Linked DNA regions of Sus scrofa: all the other regions are linked to region 1. Evidence: chromatin contacts called from public HiChIP or PLAC-seq data. All regions are on one chromosome and are shown on one strand. Each heading gives the region's core, a stretch centred on a gene start, on an enhancer-like site or on the middle of the called end of the contact. The rest is flanking DNA. Distances are from core to core; before and after follow the strand shown.

What was found. HiChIP or PLAC-seq counts read pairs in DNA pulled down with a chosen protein or histone mark.
Region 2: a contact with region 1 is called in an H3K27ac HiChIP or PLAC-seq map of skeletal muscle, with 8 times the contacts expected there. The contact joins two enhancer-like sites. A contact is called at or near these places in 2 of 47 Hi-C or Micro-C datasets (both in skeletal muscle) and 1 of 2 datasets of contacts at active chromatin or transcription factors (skeletal muscle).
Region 3: an H3K27ac HiChIP or PLAC-seq map of skeletal muscle shows a contact between it and region 1, with 5 times the contacts expected there. The contact joins two enhancer-like sites. A contact is called at or near these places in 1 of 47 Hi-C or Micro-C datasets (skeletal muscle) and 1 of 2 datasets of contacts at active chromatin or transcription factors (skeletal muscle).

Annotation. Positions count from the first base shown.
Region 1 is chr1:203,973,003-203,977,925 of Sscrofa11.1, reverse strand. It overlaps ADAMTSL1 (ADAMTS-like protein 1), which reads left to right. Exons shown (of 30, transcript XM_021074260.1): 26 at 1,595-1,775. Among named protein-coding and RNA genes, the nearest start is that of SAXO1, 190 kb to the right of the region's middle. Within about 2 kb of position 2,900, at least 3 of the 83 cell types and tissues checked have an H3K27ac peak or open chromatin away from gene starts, as enhancers often do. A contact at or near this core is called in skeletal muscle, where this site is marked.
Region 2 is chr1:204,418,562-204,423,484 of Sscrofa11.1, reverse strand. The region is part of intron 2 of ADAMTSL1 (ADAMTS-like protein 1); the gene reads left to right. Among named protein-coding and RNA genes, the nearest start is that of ADAMTSL1, 520 kb to the left of the region's middle. Within about 2 kb of position 2,559, at least 25 of the 83 cell types and tissues checked have an H3K27ac peak or open chromatin away from gene starts, as enhancers often do. A contact at or near this core is called in skeletal muscle, where this site is marked.
Region 3 is chr1:204,385,079-204,390,001 of Sscrofa11.1, reverse strand. All of the region lies in intron 2 of ADAMTSL1 (ADAMTS-like protein 1), which reads left to right. The region is part of intron 1 of LOC110256879 (a long non-coding RNA gene); the gene reads right to left. Among named protein-coding and RNA genes, the nearest start is that of ADAMTSL1, 560 kb to the left of the region's middle. Within about 2 kb of position 2,666, at least 1 of the 83 cell types and tissues checked has an H3K27ac peak or open chromatin away from gene starts, as enhancers often do. A contact at or near this core is called in skeletal muscle, where this site is marked.

The sequences.
Region 1 (4,923 bases), core at 1,651-4,150:
ACCCTTCAGGCATTGGGTGCCAGGCTTGCTTCCTGAACAAGACAATCTACTTGGGATTATCTAGAAGAACAAAGTGATGTCTGATCTCCAGTGGTTCCTAGAGCATGAAAACTGAAGCCCAACAGTGTTGCCATACCATGAGGCTCTTCAGAAGAGCCACCAGGCTCCATCTCGGCAGAACCTGGAAAAGTCAGTGCCACTTTCATAAATGGGCGCTTCTGCTTGTCATGTGGCTGCTGCTCAGGACCACAAGGATACCACCAAATAGCAAAACAATGTGTTTCCCTTATGATGGTTTATTAGTAGAGAGTGTGTGCATGTGTGTGTGCACATGTGCATACGTGTGTGCACATGTGCATACGTGTGTACACATGTGCATACACGCACACACAGCTGCCTGTCAAAATGCAAGTTTCCTCTCTTGGGTTGGCCTAAAATTACCTCTTTATCTGAACCACTTGGTTACTGCCCCTGCCCTGGAGAATAGGGGCTTGTGCCAGGACTGGCCAATCATCCATGAGAGTGTTCAATTGCAGTCACATGCTAAGTGCTTTCCAAGCACCTTCCCCATGGCCTGACCACAAGCAGACTCACACATTAACTTTCCAGGCACATGGGCAGGTCAGAGACTTGGGGTGGGCACTGCCCCAAGAAAGGGTAGTGAATGAGCCCAAAACAGTGGGAGAGGGATCCAAACTAGCTTTGTTACAGGAACTAAAGTGATGCTTTTAAGTTTTCCATAGACTGGTTCTACCTGTGGCCTGTGCATGATACTTTCAGGAAAAGCTAAATTCTACTACATGCATCTTAAAATGGAGGATTCTTGGGAAGAGACCATGTGTGCCAGTTTAGCACATAAGGAGGGAGGTTTTTCTGAGCACATGGGCTTTCCCACTTAAACATCTTCCCCCACCATTTGCTTTTCCAAATAGGAAAGTAAATGTTCCATTTTTTGCCAGCCAGCCATCCTCTGCTGAAAACCAGAAGCAGTACCTATCTGCAAAATGTATAACACACAACTTTGCAAATAAGCACTCAAAATTTACCAGCCCACAGTTATTTTTAACAGCTTTCCTACTAGTGAGTCCCAGACCCCCAAAGAGAAAATCCAAAGAAAACTGCCTATCTAACATCATCATCTCCCATAAATGAATACTTTTCTGAATATGCTGTTTTTCTTTAACAAGTACAATGTCCAACTCATATATATATACTTTTAAATGTGACTGTTAAGTAGCTCTGATATCTTTCTATATCATTGTTGAAAAGTAAAGTCACTGTAAACCAATAGAAAGAAAAAAAACTACTTTAGGAAATAGGTTTGAAAATACAAGAGCTACAGCCACTGATTAAGTGTGTGTCCTATGATTTCTTATACCCAGTCCTCATAGTAGTGTGATGAGGTAAGGGCTATTGTACTCACTTTATGGATGAGCCAACCAAAGCCTTGCTTAGATAGGTTGGGAATGGAGACAGAGTTCATTCATAACAGCATCTCTTGCCCACATACCCACCCCACCCTAAGCTGCTCTGAAGGAATAGCATGGGCATTGAAGCTATCTCCTTTTCACCTCTGATCCTCCTTCTGTGACAGATTACTGGTGGTCTGTGGACAGACTGGCAACCTGCTCGGCCTCCTGTGGTAACAGGGGTGTTCAGCAGCCCCGCCTGCGGTGTCTCCTGAACAGCACAGAAGTCAACCCCACTCACTGTGCGGGGAAGGCACGCCCTGCTCTGCAGCCAATTGCCTGCAACCGAAGAGACTGCCCTTCCCGGTGAGTGCCCTGGATGCTGGCTCAAGCTGCCCACTCCCCAGGATATGCCTGGACTTTTAGCTAAGTTCATGACCAGCCCTTGTCTGACACTCTGAGAGTGAGAGATGCTGAGTGCAGGTAAGGGGCCTGACATCCAAGGAACTGCCCTGTCCTATCAGCGCAGATCCACCAACCTCTCCACCACAGCATAAGCCTCCTTTCCTGCCTATTGGTTCCCTCACCATTGAGCCAGTTAAAGCTTTCCCAGGTTTCCCAAGGGTCTGCAGGGGTCTGTTCAGGGACCAGGAGCATCCCAGGCCTGGCAAAAGAGAGCTCCCCTCCTGCAGTGAGAAGCTGGTTCCTCAGGTGGTTTGTAAGAGCAGAAATATTTTTGCAGTTGAAGTGCTTAGTGGCTAGTGAGGACTAGCCTGTACCCCAACCCCTCTCATTTCTCCTAACTATAAATACCTGTGCTAATCAGTACTCCAATTTAGTTGAGGAAATCTTATCCTCCCTCCTACAAAGGGTTGCCTCCTGCTAAAGCTGATATAAATTTCCATTTCCCATAGCTACCTCAGCTTTTGGTTTACAGTTGATCCTTGAACAAGGCAGAGATTAGGCGCACCAACCCTGAGCAGTTAAAAATCCACCTATAACTTTATAGTCAGCCCTCAATATCGGCAGTTTCACAACCACAGATGATATGGTGCTGTAGCAGGCATTTAGTGAAAGAAATTTGAATACAAGCAGACCTGTGTAGTTCCTACTCATGTTGTTTAAGGGCATATTCTCTGCATTTGAGTCCTGTAGCCCAGAATGACACTCACAATCTGCCTCTTCCATCCTTGCACTTTGAGCAGCTGTGAGTCCCACTGAGCACTGTGCCACACACACGCCCAGTGTTCAGGCAGTAGCTAAAGGGATAATGGATGGGTTTTAGTTGGCAGCAGCATGGTGCCCTGAGCTGGGGGATGGGGGGCACTGGCTGGCTCCTGAAACGCCCTTTCACTACCTATCTGTGGGACGTTCACCCACTACTTAGGCAACCGCTTTGTGTTTTGCCAGCTGAGTCATAAGAAGCAGCTGAAACCAAGGAGAGCCTCAATGAAATATGAAACACACTCATTAATATCAGCAGTTTGACTTGCTGACGGGAAGGCTTCCACGGGAATGATTAATGTCCTTTTATACCCTTCCTGAACTGTAATAGAGCCTGGACCTCTCCTTTCTCAAAGCCCCCACCCCAGCTCCTGAAAAATTGCTGAAATGTATATCTGGAAATAAAACTTGATTGAAAGGCAGGCCTGACATTCACCAGGGATACGAGAGGCTGGAAGACTGCCCTTGCCAAACTGTGTGAAATGAAGAAGAGGTCTTGGACATGCCAGGGACTTTTTGATTCACTATGGTGATGGTCAGAGTCAATCAGCCTCATTTACTTCTGCAAATGAGATAATGGCTGGGTCTGCTTGGGTTTCAGTGCCCCAGGGGGCTTTATAACACCTTCTGCCTGTTTCCTAAATGGCTCAGCTCCTGCCGGGTGGAAATCTGCACGCAGTCATCTCTCTCTGGGGTGATTGGAGCAGGGACGTTCCACCAAACTAAATAAGTCACAGATCCACATTCAGGAAGAATTTGTTCCCTGGCCCTGGCCTCTCCCGAAAGCCAGATGTGCCACTACTGAACTAGGAAATGGACACAGGCTCACCTCTGACTGGTTTCCCCACCAAGCCCCCTGGGCACATTAGCCCTGTTCTTTGCACACAAACTCATGTCACCCTGGTCGTCTTTTTGAACAGTACCGGGAAGTCCCGCTTTGACCCCAGTAGCTGTTTCAACCACTTCGTGTAGATAAATTTTTTCCTAGGCAGTAAAACTAAAGAATGTTTTCTCTTGATTGAAGGAAATGGCTGGAAAGCACCAAATCTTTTCTCACTCTCTTTCCCAAACTGCAGTCCCTTCCCCTCATCTTTGAGAACTAGCCCAGGGTTCAAACATCCCAAGAGAAGCCTCCACATTTGTATACGGACCAAGGATTTCAGAGTGTTTCCCAGCTGACAGCTTGGCTTTATGAGAAAAGCCATATGTCACAGCCCTGGGCAGTCTCACTTGTGAGGATCCAAACTGCAGTTGGAACCTCACATTCTGAAAACAACTTACTTTCACCACATATGCAGCCCTAAGAGGTGTAAGGCCTATGGACTGGAGCAATTTCCCACTCCTGGAGGTGGGAAATTGCTCCAGAAAACTTGAAGAAACTTTGTAGGTTTCTGAGGGATTAAACAAAATTAAATGAGACATGGGTTATAGCAGGGTAGAAAAAACAGTGAGTACCAGCAGACAAAACCTGGCTTAACTGAGACTCAGACTGCCAGGGTCAGGAGGTGCTCCAGGCTTGGATCTGGCTTTGCTAGGAAACTGCGCCTTCTCTGCCCCACACTTAGGTGCCTCTAGGAAGTACCAGAGCCACAGTGCAGCATAACCAGCTAAAGGACTATCTCCCCCAGAGTGTTCCATCTGCAAGCTCACTGTTTTGAGTGCCAAGGTTAAGATCAAGCAACTGATCTCCAGAAAACTCTTTCAAGATGCTGTTCCTTATGTAATGCCCAAAGGATATTTGTTTTCTGTGGCTGCCATAACAAGTTACACAAACGTGATGGCTTAAAACAACAGAAATGTATTCTCTTACAGTTCTGGAGGCCAGAAGTCTAAAATTAAGGTGTCAGCAGGTTATGCTGCACCTCCTCCAAAGGCACTAGGAGAGAATCAGTTCCTCTACCCTTGCAACTTCTGGTGGCTCTAGGGGTCCCTTGGCTTGTGGCCACATCACTTCAGCCTCCACCTCTATGGTTCCACCATCTACTCTGCTATGTCAGATCTCCCTCTGCCTTTCTCCCACAAGGACACATGATAGGATTTACATGATCATGTCCTGGATAGATGTTCACCCAGTTAATGCAGCATAATCTCACCTCAAAATATTTTACTTTATCTGTGAAGACCCTTTGTCCAAATAAGGTAACATTCACAATTTCCAGGGATTTAAGGTCAGTATCTTGAGAGGGATGCATTTTCAGCCCAGCACCCCAAGTGTGTACCATGAAAGGAGATGGGACCCCCCAGTTATCTGCTGTGTGGTGAGAACAGGAGGATGCTGACATCATTCCCC
Region 2 (4,923 bases), core at 1,310-3,809, 450 kb before region 1:
TGCTAAATACGTGTTTTGGGAATGCATGAATGCATGAGAAGAGCCATGGATTGATCTCAGCTACCAATACACAGTTCCTGATACTGGTCAGCTCAGAATCACAGGGTCTAGTGATTTTTTCAAGTATGGTTTAAAATCTGTTGATTTCTCACTCAGCTAAGGTATAATGAGTAGCTATTATGTACAGGGATTAATACTAGATATTTAGGAAATAAAAAGATGGAAATGTCTGGCTTCTGTCCTTATGGAATTTGTTATCTTATTTAGTTTTTTCATAAGTGAGATGAGTCTACGGTAGAGTGTCACAAGTATTCATTTATTTATCCAGCCAAAAGTTGTTCTGGGAGCCACTCTGTGGTGAACCCTTGACTTTACAAACTTATTATCTCCTAGGGAAAATAGACTTAGTCAAATATTTGCACAAACACATAAATGCTATGAAGGATGGCACTGCTGCTAGACTGTATAATGGGGCTTAGGAATGGGCATTGGCTCTATTTGGTGAGCTAGAAGAATGGAAGTCCAGGGAAGGATTCTCAGGGAGAGTATGCAAGGTAGAAGTGGATGTGCACTTCACTTCTCATGTCCACTTCACAGACCTGAGGAGAGGTTGCTGAGGCCAGGACAGAGAGTAAACAGGAGTGCATTAGGTAGTATTTGATCTACTTTAAAGAATAGGCACACATTTAAAAACACCTAACCCTGGGTACATCCAGAAAGGCAGGCTAAGGAAATAATAAGAAAAGGTCCAGTGGTAATCGAAGTGGAGGGACCTTGGTGTGCTTGCAGTGGCCTGGGTTGTTTTGAGGGCTACAAGTCAGAAGGAGACTAGTGGGAAGCAAGGACAGAAAGAAGTTGAAGAAGGTTGTGACGTTCAGTGCTCAGAGAAGGATTGGAGGCATGATGTAGAAGATAGTGAACAGTCTTGCTCGCTTCCTCCATCTCCTCCACACCTCCCCGCAGCCAGTATGACAGAAAGACATGGCTGGCATGGCATCCTGCCCACCTCAAACACATTGCTTTATTCATGTTCTCCTCTTTCCCCAGTGGCATCATCATCTTTCTTTCCTTTGGCTATTTTGTCTCAGTCTGTTCTTTTCAATTCATGGGGACCTTGACCTTATCTCCTTCCCTAACTTCCACCACCAGACCTCTCTCGGAGTCTCCACAGACATGATTCTTCAAACAGCAGTCTACACTGACTCTCTCCACGTGCCTGTGTTGTTCTTTTTTTTTTTAAGTCTCAAATGATTTTTATTTTTTTCTATTATAGCTGGTTTACAGTGTTCTGTCAATTTTCTACTATACAGCAAGGTGACCCAGTCATACATACACACATTATCACACTCCATCGTAGGTGACTAGATATGGTTCCCAGTGGACCCACTGCAAATTGTCTTCTACACTATTGCTCCTTTAAACAGCCCTGGTCATAGTTATCCATGGCTTACCTCCTGGCTGTTCAGTGAATACTTCTCAGCCCTTTTTTACTCTACAGCTCTCTGTGGTATTTGATACTATCAACTCCTATCTGTTCCCAGAAACTTTACTCTTCCTTTAGGTTTCAAAACTATATATTTTCTATTTTCTTAGCCATCCTCTGGAATCCTTTTCTTCTAACCACACTCTCTTATAAAGTGTCCCTGGAAGTGTCTCTACCCTGGGATGGGTAGAGATTTACCTGCAGAAGGATTGTTGGGGAGGATCCTTGGGAGACACACCTGTAAGGAAGAGAAAGGACAGGCAGGTAGAGGTAAAAGCTGACCCACAAGGAGGCTGTGACCAAGCCGAAGGGGGGCTCTAGAGCTGGAATAATTATTCAGAGTTGTCCTAAATTGAAGCCAGGGGGAATGGGCCTTTGTACCCAGGCATCAACCAGTCACTGGCAATAGGCCATCATCTAGGAGGGTTGTAGTCTTTGGCAAGGTGATTCGCTGCAGCAAAGAGGGGTCCCCATTGAAGGACATTGGTGGTTGCTATGCACATCACACTCTGCACATCACAAATGAACTCACTAGCTCCACTCCAGCATTCTTGGCAAACCTACTTTTTTTTTTTTTTTTTTTTTTTTGTCTTTTTTGCCATTTCTTGGGCCACTCCTGTGGCATATGGAGGTTCCCAGGCTAGGGGTCGAATCGGAGCCACAGCTGCTGGCCTACACCACAGCCACAGCAACGCAGGATCCCAATGCCGGATCCTTAACCTACTGAGCAAGGCCAGGGATCGAACCCACAACCTCATCGTTCCTAGTCGGATTCGTTACCCACTGAGCCACAATGGGAACTCCCAAACCTACTTCTTAATAACCCATCATTTTTTAAGGGCAGCAGCACCCATGCAGCTGGATTTCTAGAGCCAGACATGCTCTCTTTCTCATGTCCCACTTCCAAGTAGTCACCATGTCCTGTAAATTTTACCACCTTCATATCTCTTGCGTCCTTCCCTTCCCTCTGTTTCTGCTGCTAATAGTGTGGTTCAGACCTCACTTCTCTCTCCCATTGGGAGCAATGGGGCTTCCTTTTTCAGTCACAACAGCCTGCAGTCTCTGACTCTGTTTTGTATAAAGTATAAGATCCTATAACTGCCTTCTCACTGCTACAAGGTCAAGTCTAAACTCATTGGGATAACACAAGTCCTATCCTGATTGACCGTTCCTGTTGGCTCCCTCCCTTTCTGAATTCCCTTATATCTTTGTTCCTAGCTCACCACCCATTCAGAGTCTGAGGTACAGAGGCACCTCTTGGGAGTTTAGCAAGGCAACCCAGGACACTAGATCATGTTATATTTGGAAGCTCTTCTCAGAAATAAAGCCCTTGGCCGAGAAGAGTGATAAGGAAGGCATTTCATTAAATACCAATATTAAGCCCAGGAGGTCACCGTGACCTTTGGAGCTGCACAGCTTTGGCAAGAAGACAGCCCCTGCCTGCTAGCCTGGCTAATCTGATATCCGATGTTGCCACTAAATCGTCATTGAGCATGACATAGGCACCCAGCTGTTAACACTGATACACTTTCAATGCCAAGATCAGGCACCATTCTCCTGGCAATTATACAGCCCTGCTTGCTAATCCAGGCTGCACGATGGCATGGGCAGAAGAGGGGCTGTGGGGACTCTTGCCACCACGTGCCTGGTGGGCCCTGCACCGGGTCTTGTTTATTCACCACATCAGGCCAGATAACATTGAGCCAAATAACAGTTCTCTTCATTGGCCTTATGCAACAGGATAGCATTAATTGAGCACTTCTGGTCTTAATCACGACCAGAAGAAAGAAAGGAGAGAAGAGAGAGACAGAATCAGAATATGAATGAAAGGAGACATCGAAGGAGAGAGAAACCCCAAACTTGTTATTTTTGAAAAATAACTTCTGGTGAAAACAGAGCACCTCTCTGAAGAGTGTATGCAGAGTTCTGCTCTAAGAGCAGCAAGCTCCCCTTTTGATCTCTGTCAAGGAACCCAACACCACTAGGGCAGCCACCCCCATGGACAAGTGAACTCAGCCTCCCAGCCCCTGGGGTGGTGAGGGATGTTTTTGCTTTGGTGTCAGCAGGACCTGACGCGGTATTTTGGAACTACTGCTGGCTTCCCCCCACCTCTCTCCAGTCCGGTCCCCTCGCTCGAATTTCAAGCCTGTCCCTTCCTTCCAAGCTGCCCTCTTGCATTGCCTTTCTTCTCATGCTCCTAAATGTTACCCTAGAGGGGGCTGCAGCACCGCAGGCTTCCTCTTCACCGCCACCATTTGCTGTTGTTGGCTGCAAGTCTCTTGCCCGGCGCCAGCTCCTCGGCAGCCAGTGAGGACCCTGCGCTCAGTTTAGGCTTACCCAAACAGACAAGCAGGCGCAGAGAGGGTCTGGACACACAGGGCAGCCCCCCTCTCTGACTCCCGCCCCCACTACCCCACTGCCCTGTGAATCTGATTGATCTTTGCATTTCACCAAATGTGCATTTCACCAAGTGTGCATTTCACCAAGTGTTCGAGCCCCCCCCCCCCCCCGCCCCAGCACCCAGGGAAGACAGAGCCGCCAGGGCTCCCTTCCAGAGCCCTTGTACCCCCTCCCCCACCTACACACACACTCCCGCACTGTAAGCCAAGACCGGGTAGCCGGTCTTTTTCTTCCTTATTCTTTTTAAATGATTCCATATTGGTGTTCTGCAAAGTTCTTTTTGGTTCTTTGTTGCTGTCTAGAAGCATCTTAAGAAACAAAGAGTCATTTTCCCTAGGTCATGACCGACCGGCCAGCCCTGCCAGGGACTCCCCTATCCAGCACTGTTCCTCAGACAACATGATCACCCCAGTGCCTTTGTCTTAACTTTGCTTTGATGATATGTTCCAGCAATGGAGTAAAGAACACATAACGTACCAACAACTGGATTTGCTCGTTGTTATTGCTAACTGAAGAGATTCCGTTTTCAGAAGTATATGGAGCAGATATAAGGAAATGAGAAACACCCTTGTAATAACTGCATTTAAAAAAAAATTGAATACTCTACATTGTACTTTGTTTGCAACCGTATCCTTAGGCTCCCCAGTAGTGAGTGCCTGGCTCTCAGACCCTTAATCAGTTCTCATTGAATGAATGCCAGGCAGTGTGCTAAGCATGTTATATTATTATCCCATTTCATCTTCCTACAGAACTGTCATTTGATAGATAATGAAATGGAGATGTAGAGGATGATCTGTGTACCCAAAGTTATATAATAAGAAAGTGGTCAACTCTTTGACCCTCAGTGTGGTTTGAACCTAGGCTCTTATTTCACTATACTGCTTCATACCATCCAGTAACTTGCTATTTATATTCAAGGTTCAGTCTTCTCCCAAATCCTGATATATCTTCCTGATAGCATTGGCTAGCTAACCACTACAGATCATGCTTAGAATTTTCTTACTATATTCACATGCAGCCTATTATACTTGACATTATGC
Region 3 (4,923 bases), core at 1,417-3,916, 410 kb before region 1:
TAATTCTGTCCTCCCAATGCAGTTCAGTGCTGTTATCAATTTGCTTGATTGTTTATTTGGGTTTTTTGGGGGGAGGGGGTGTCATAGAATTAGAATCTAAGTTATGATAATGATTTTTTCCCCCAGAATTTTATTAGAATTTCAGACACAATGAATGATTGAAAGACATGTACAGTAGACACTCATGTACCCACCACCTAGCTCAGTAATGATTTATTCATTTCCTATTTAGTACCTAACTGTCAGCCAAACACTGCAAACTCCTCACTCCACTGCCCACAACATCCCTGTGGTCCTGAGTAGTATTCTCATCACTTAACAGCTTAAAACAGAAACCAAACAATAAACAAATAGGGGGTTCATGGACTTTCAGCAATTTATTTCCTTGAGCTCTGCTGGTTGTTAACTAGGATAGCTAGGACTATTTGGTTTCAAAACCTGGGTTCTTTCTCCCCCACCATGCAGTCTCTATAATTCCTCTCTATTGGCTAAGGTCACAGATTCTAATCAAGTCCCTATAGTGTGAGAAGCCCTGAATTAAGCCCTGTAGACAATAAGAAGCCATGTAAGCCAAAGCTCCTAGCGCTTCAGGCACTAGAAATGAGTCAAGTCAAATTTTAAATGGCATTAAGTTCCTTTCACAGGACACAGTGCTAGACACTTTGTAGGGAGAGATCTCTGAGTGTGAAATCTGACTGTAGGACAGAGAATTTCAAAAACATAACTTTCCCCTTTAAGCAGCCTAATAAAGTGGGTCAGGGAGTCAAAGACTGTATCTCACAAGTTCCTGCTTTCTGTTTACTCTGTTCTCCTTACTTGCAAAGCTTTCCTCTCTTTATTTTCATCCCTAAAAGTCTCTGTTTATTTCAAGGTTTTTTTCAATTTCCATTTTTTTTTTTTCCATTTGGATACTAACTCCTCACTGAGTTCTCAAATTAGGTATGGCCTCTCCTTCCCTGAACTCCAGTGTAGAGGCAGTGTCATCTAGTGGTTAGGGACGCAAATGACCTGGGTCTAGATCTAGGTCCTTCCTTTCTCTGAGTATGTGATCCTGACAGGTTATTTAATTCTCTGTGCCTCAGTTTATTCCTCTGTTAAAGAATCACTCAAGAATTCTGCCAAGAGAACAGAATTAATCTTGCTAATTTAAGCTGAAAGTGTCACAAGGTATTAATGAACTCATGGAAAATTGGAATTGCCAATGACAAAGACTCTAGTTTGAGCTCTGTGAAGATTCCTATGATACTGTCCACCAGCAGATCACCAAAGGAGCTTCTGCCTATTCCATAACCAGGAAGTCACCCATTGAGTGGCAGTGCAGGGCTGCGTAGCCATGCCCTGTCTCTGATCCAGCTAATAAATTGATTGTCCCAGGTCTGCCTCTTGATATCCACAAAGGTAGCAATTGATTAGCATGGTTGCAGATAAACAACATTGCTCTACAGCCATGTTTATAAGAGGAGAGAGCAAAGTGTGGTCTCTGCCTCACTTTCACCTTCCAAATCTTATGGGAATGCTTTGCAGCAGCCAAATCTAAATTGCATCTGATACACTAGCTGCAAAGGAGTCTAGGAAATGTAGTTTCTAGGTTTGGGGCCTCTGCATTTCAAGAAGGCAGCAGTTAATGAATGTTGACAGCTAATCTACCAGAAATGATATCCATATGACAATAATGTGTATCTATTCCATAGGGAAAATTCTCTTGTGAAGAATTAATAAAGTACTTAGAACAGTGCCTGGCACAGGATACACTCGATCAATGTAGCCTATCAAACTTCTCAGAGAATTGCCCGGGGAAAGTCAAACCATCTTAGCTATAACTCCAGTTTCCCACCTGCTAATAATTAACTTTAATGAACCCACTTATCATAGAAGGTCACCAGTTTCCTCATCTGTAAATTGAGGATAATAACCAGTCTCTACCTGACAGGGTTTCTGCTCATATCACATCAGGTCATGTGTGAAAGACTATTTGAAAAAGGTAGAGAACACCCCAGTCACTTGAGTGTTAAATAGATAACTGCTCGAATGCCAGCTCTGCCCTTGAGACTGACAGGCGGCTTCCTGTGGCTTTATCTCATCTTCACTCTGATTTTTCCTCACTTGAATTTTCGGAATTGGCCAGGGAAAGCAAACCACCTTCCACACTCACCCATAAGGATATAAGGCTCGGGCTCCTTCAAGAGGGGAGATGAGGACATACCTAAGCTCTCCATCATGCTCCACCCTGAGTTCTTTCCAGAAGACCCTCTGCCCTCTCTGGACAGCAGTCACTGCAACTGGAGGGCCAAGTGAGGAGGTCCAGCCTCAGGAAGAGACAGGTGGCTCTGGAGCAAACACAGTAAGGCACCGTCCCCAGAGAGAGAAATTCTGAGAGTTGAGCTCACTCTTTCCTGCCATAAAGCACACTGAATGTTAACAGCTTGCTCCTATCCAAGCTGGTGTTTTTTAAATTAAGTATTGTTAAATCCATACCATTTGGAATGATGCTTCAGACAGCTCTGACACGCTCTCTCTTGCTGCTGCTTTCATTTCACCTAATATATTGTGCAGGGGGCCTGTAACCAGTATTACGGCAGCTGCGGCCGCCGCCACTGCTGCTGTGGCTGCTGGTGCTCAGACGCTGGCAGACGGCTTTAATTTAGATACCTGGAGAGGAAAAAAGGAACGCGGCCAACGCCCTGCTCAGATGCCATAAGAGGCCTTTCCCAGGCTGCCGCTAGTATGGATCTAGATTACCTAGGGTTTTATGTTCTTTTTCCCTGGCACTAGAAACGGTTTTGGAAATGACAAAGATGGGAGGCAAAGGAGCTGGAGACTAAAATAAGATACTTTCCACTGTCAGGTAATATATACCCACCATAAAACCTGGGTAACCTGCCTTCTGTTCTTTTGCCTTTACTATAAATGTCCCCTCCAACCAGTATGACTCCACCGCCAACATTTGCACACAAACACACACACACCAACGTGCATGTGTGTACATGCGATGAATGTGATTTTAGAGTCAGAAGACTATTCAAAGGCCAGTGGGGCCCCAGGTAAGTCATTTAATTTTTCTGAGCCTCTGTTTCCAAATTTATAAAATGGGGTGAGTATTTAACCCACCTCGTGAGTGATCAAAAAAGTCAAGTGACATTATGGGTATAAAATCATTTTGTAAACTTTAAAGATAGCACACAAACTTTGGTAATTATCCAAATTAGCTCATCCCTGAAACTTACACCAATCACACCAACCCAACTAGATTTTATTCCTCTTTTTCTGAAATTATTGTCAGCTAGGAATTTGCCCTGCAGGGTATAATGCTTGATTGTACCATTGCTTTTTCTCATTTCTCTGGGCAGCTCCAGCAGGAAAGGAAATTCTACTTCAAAAGAACTAGAAGCATGAGATACTGTGGCGTGACTCCTCTGGGCTTTCCGCACATGGCTGAGGGCTTGGATTAAAAATATCATACAATTGGAGTTCCCTGGTGGCCTAGTAGTTAAGATTCCCGCATTGTCACTGCTATGGCTAGGGTTTGATCCCTGGTCTGGGAACTTCTGTGTGCCACAGGCATAGCCCCCCGAAAATCGTATTATTATAACTTCATTGAGGTAATCAGTATGCGGGGCATTGGCATATTCTTCAAAACTCCAAGGCAGAAATCTCTGACTCAAAATATCTAGATGGTATTTATTTCCAAAGCAGGAAGGAATCTAGATTAACACAGAAGTGGTACTGGGTCATTCTCTGACTATAGCAGTTTTTTATCTATTCTTCTGTGAGTGGTATTATATCATAATCTTTGTTGCTACTCCTCCTTCTCCTACCTCTTCCTCTTCCCTTTGGAGCTGCCTGATGAGCAATGTTTGCGTGTAAAGAGGGAGGAAGTGTGGTATCACATCAAATTTTCCACTTTTTAGAATGAGTTGAAACTTTTTAACCAAAGACACCAATGGAAGGAAAAAAAAAAAAAAAAAAAAAAACAGAGCAGAAAGCTCCAGTGTGCAAAGGAGAGCTATCTCGCACAGTTTTATGAGTGAAAGTTTATTTCAGCCAATCCATTTTTACTATGATGAGGATTTCCAATAATGCCAGTCAAGCATTTTTACATCTCCTTGTGAATACCCTTTAACTTGTGAGCATTTAGAGATGTGTAAAACAAATCTTTCTGAATGGGAACAGCGTACTTCAGGAATAGAACCCCTTTGGTTGTGGATTCGTACCATTCATTTTTCTAGGTGAGGAAAAAGGTGGATCCTTATATGCCCTGACTATCCTAATAGGTTGAAAGTGGGATTTTTTTTATTTGTTTTTTTGTTTGTTTAATTAATTAATTTATTTTTGTCTGTTTAGGGCCGTACCCATGGCATATGCAAGTTCCCAGGTTAGTCAAATTAGAGCTATAGCTCTTGGCCTACAGCACAGTCATAGCAACACCAGATCCAAGCCACGTTGGCAACCTACATAGCAGCTTATGGCAATGCCGGATTCTTAACCCACTGAGCAGACATGGAGAAGGGCCAGGGATCAAACCTGAGTCCTCATGGGTACCAGTTAGGTTCGTTACTGCTGAGCCACAATGGGAACTCCTGGGATTTTTTTATAGCTGTTCTGTCTTCCATTGATATTCCACCTGAGGTTGAACAGCTTGCTTTTCTCCAACATTTCAAAAAAGTAGCACTACAGGTATGTATAGACGAAAGCCTGCCTGTATTCACATACCAGTTATGGCTTGATCAGGTTTTCCACATTTGTGTGTTTCAAGTCTCTTGTCAGTATGTTTTATTAATGAAAGCAAAGATCAGTCATTCAAAATGTCTCATACCTCCACCATATGTATTCCTCATGCTATCAGGGGATCTACAAAGGAAGAATTTCCTGCTGACACACCTATGGACATGTAAAGCCAAGTCTGCTATTTAATTCTTTCAGAAT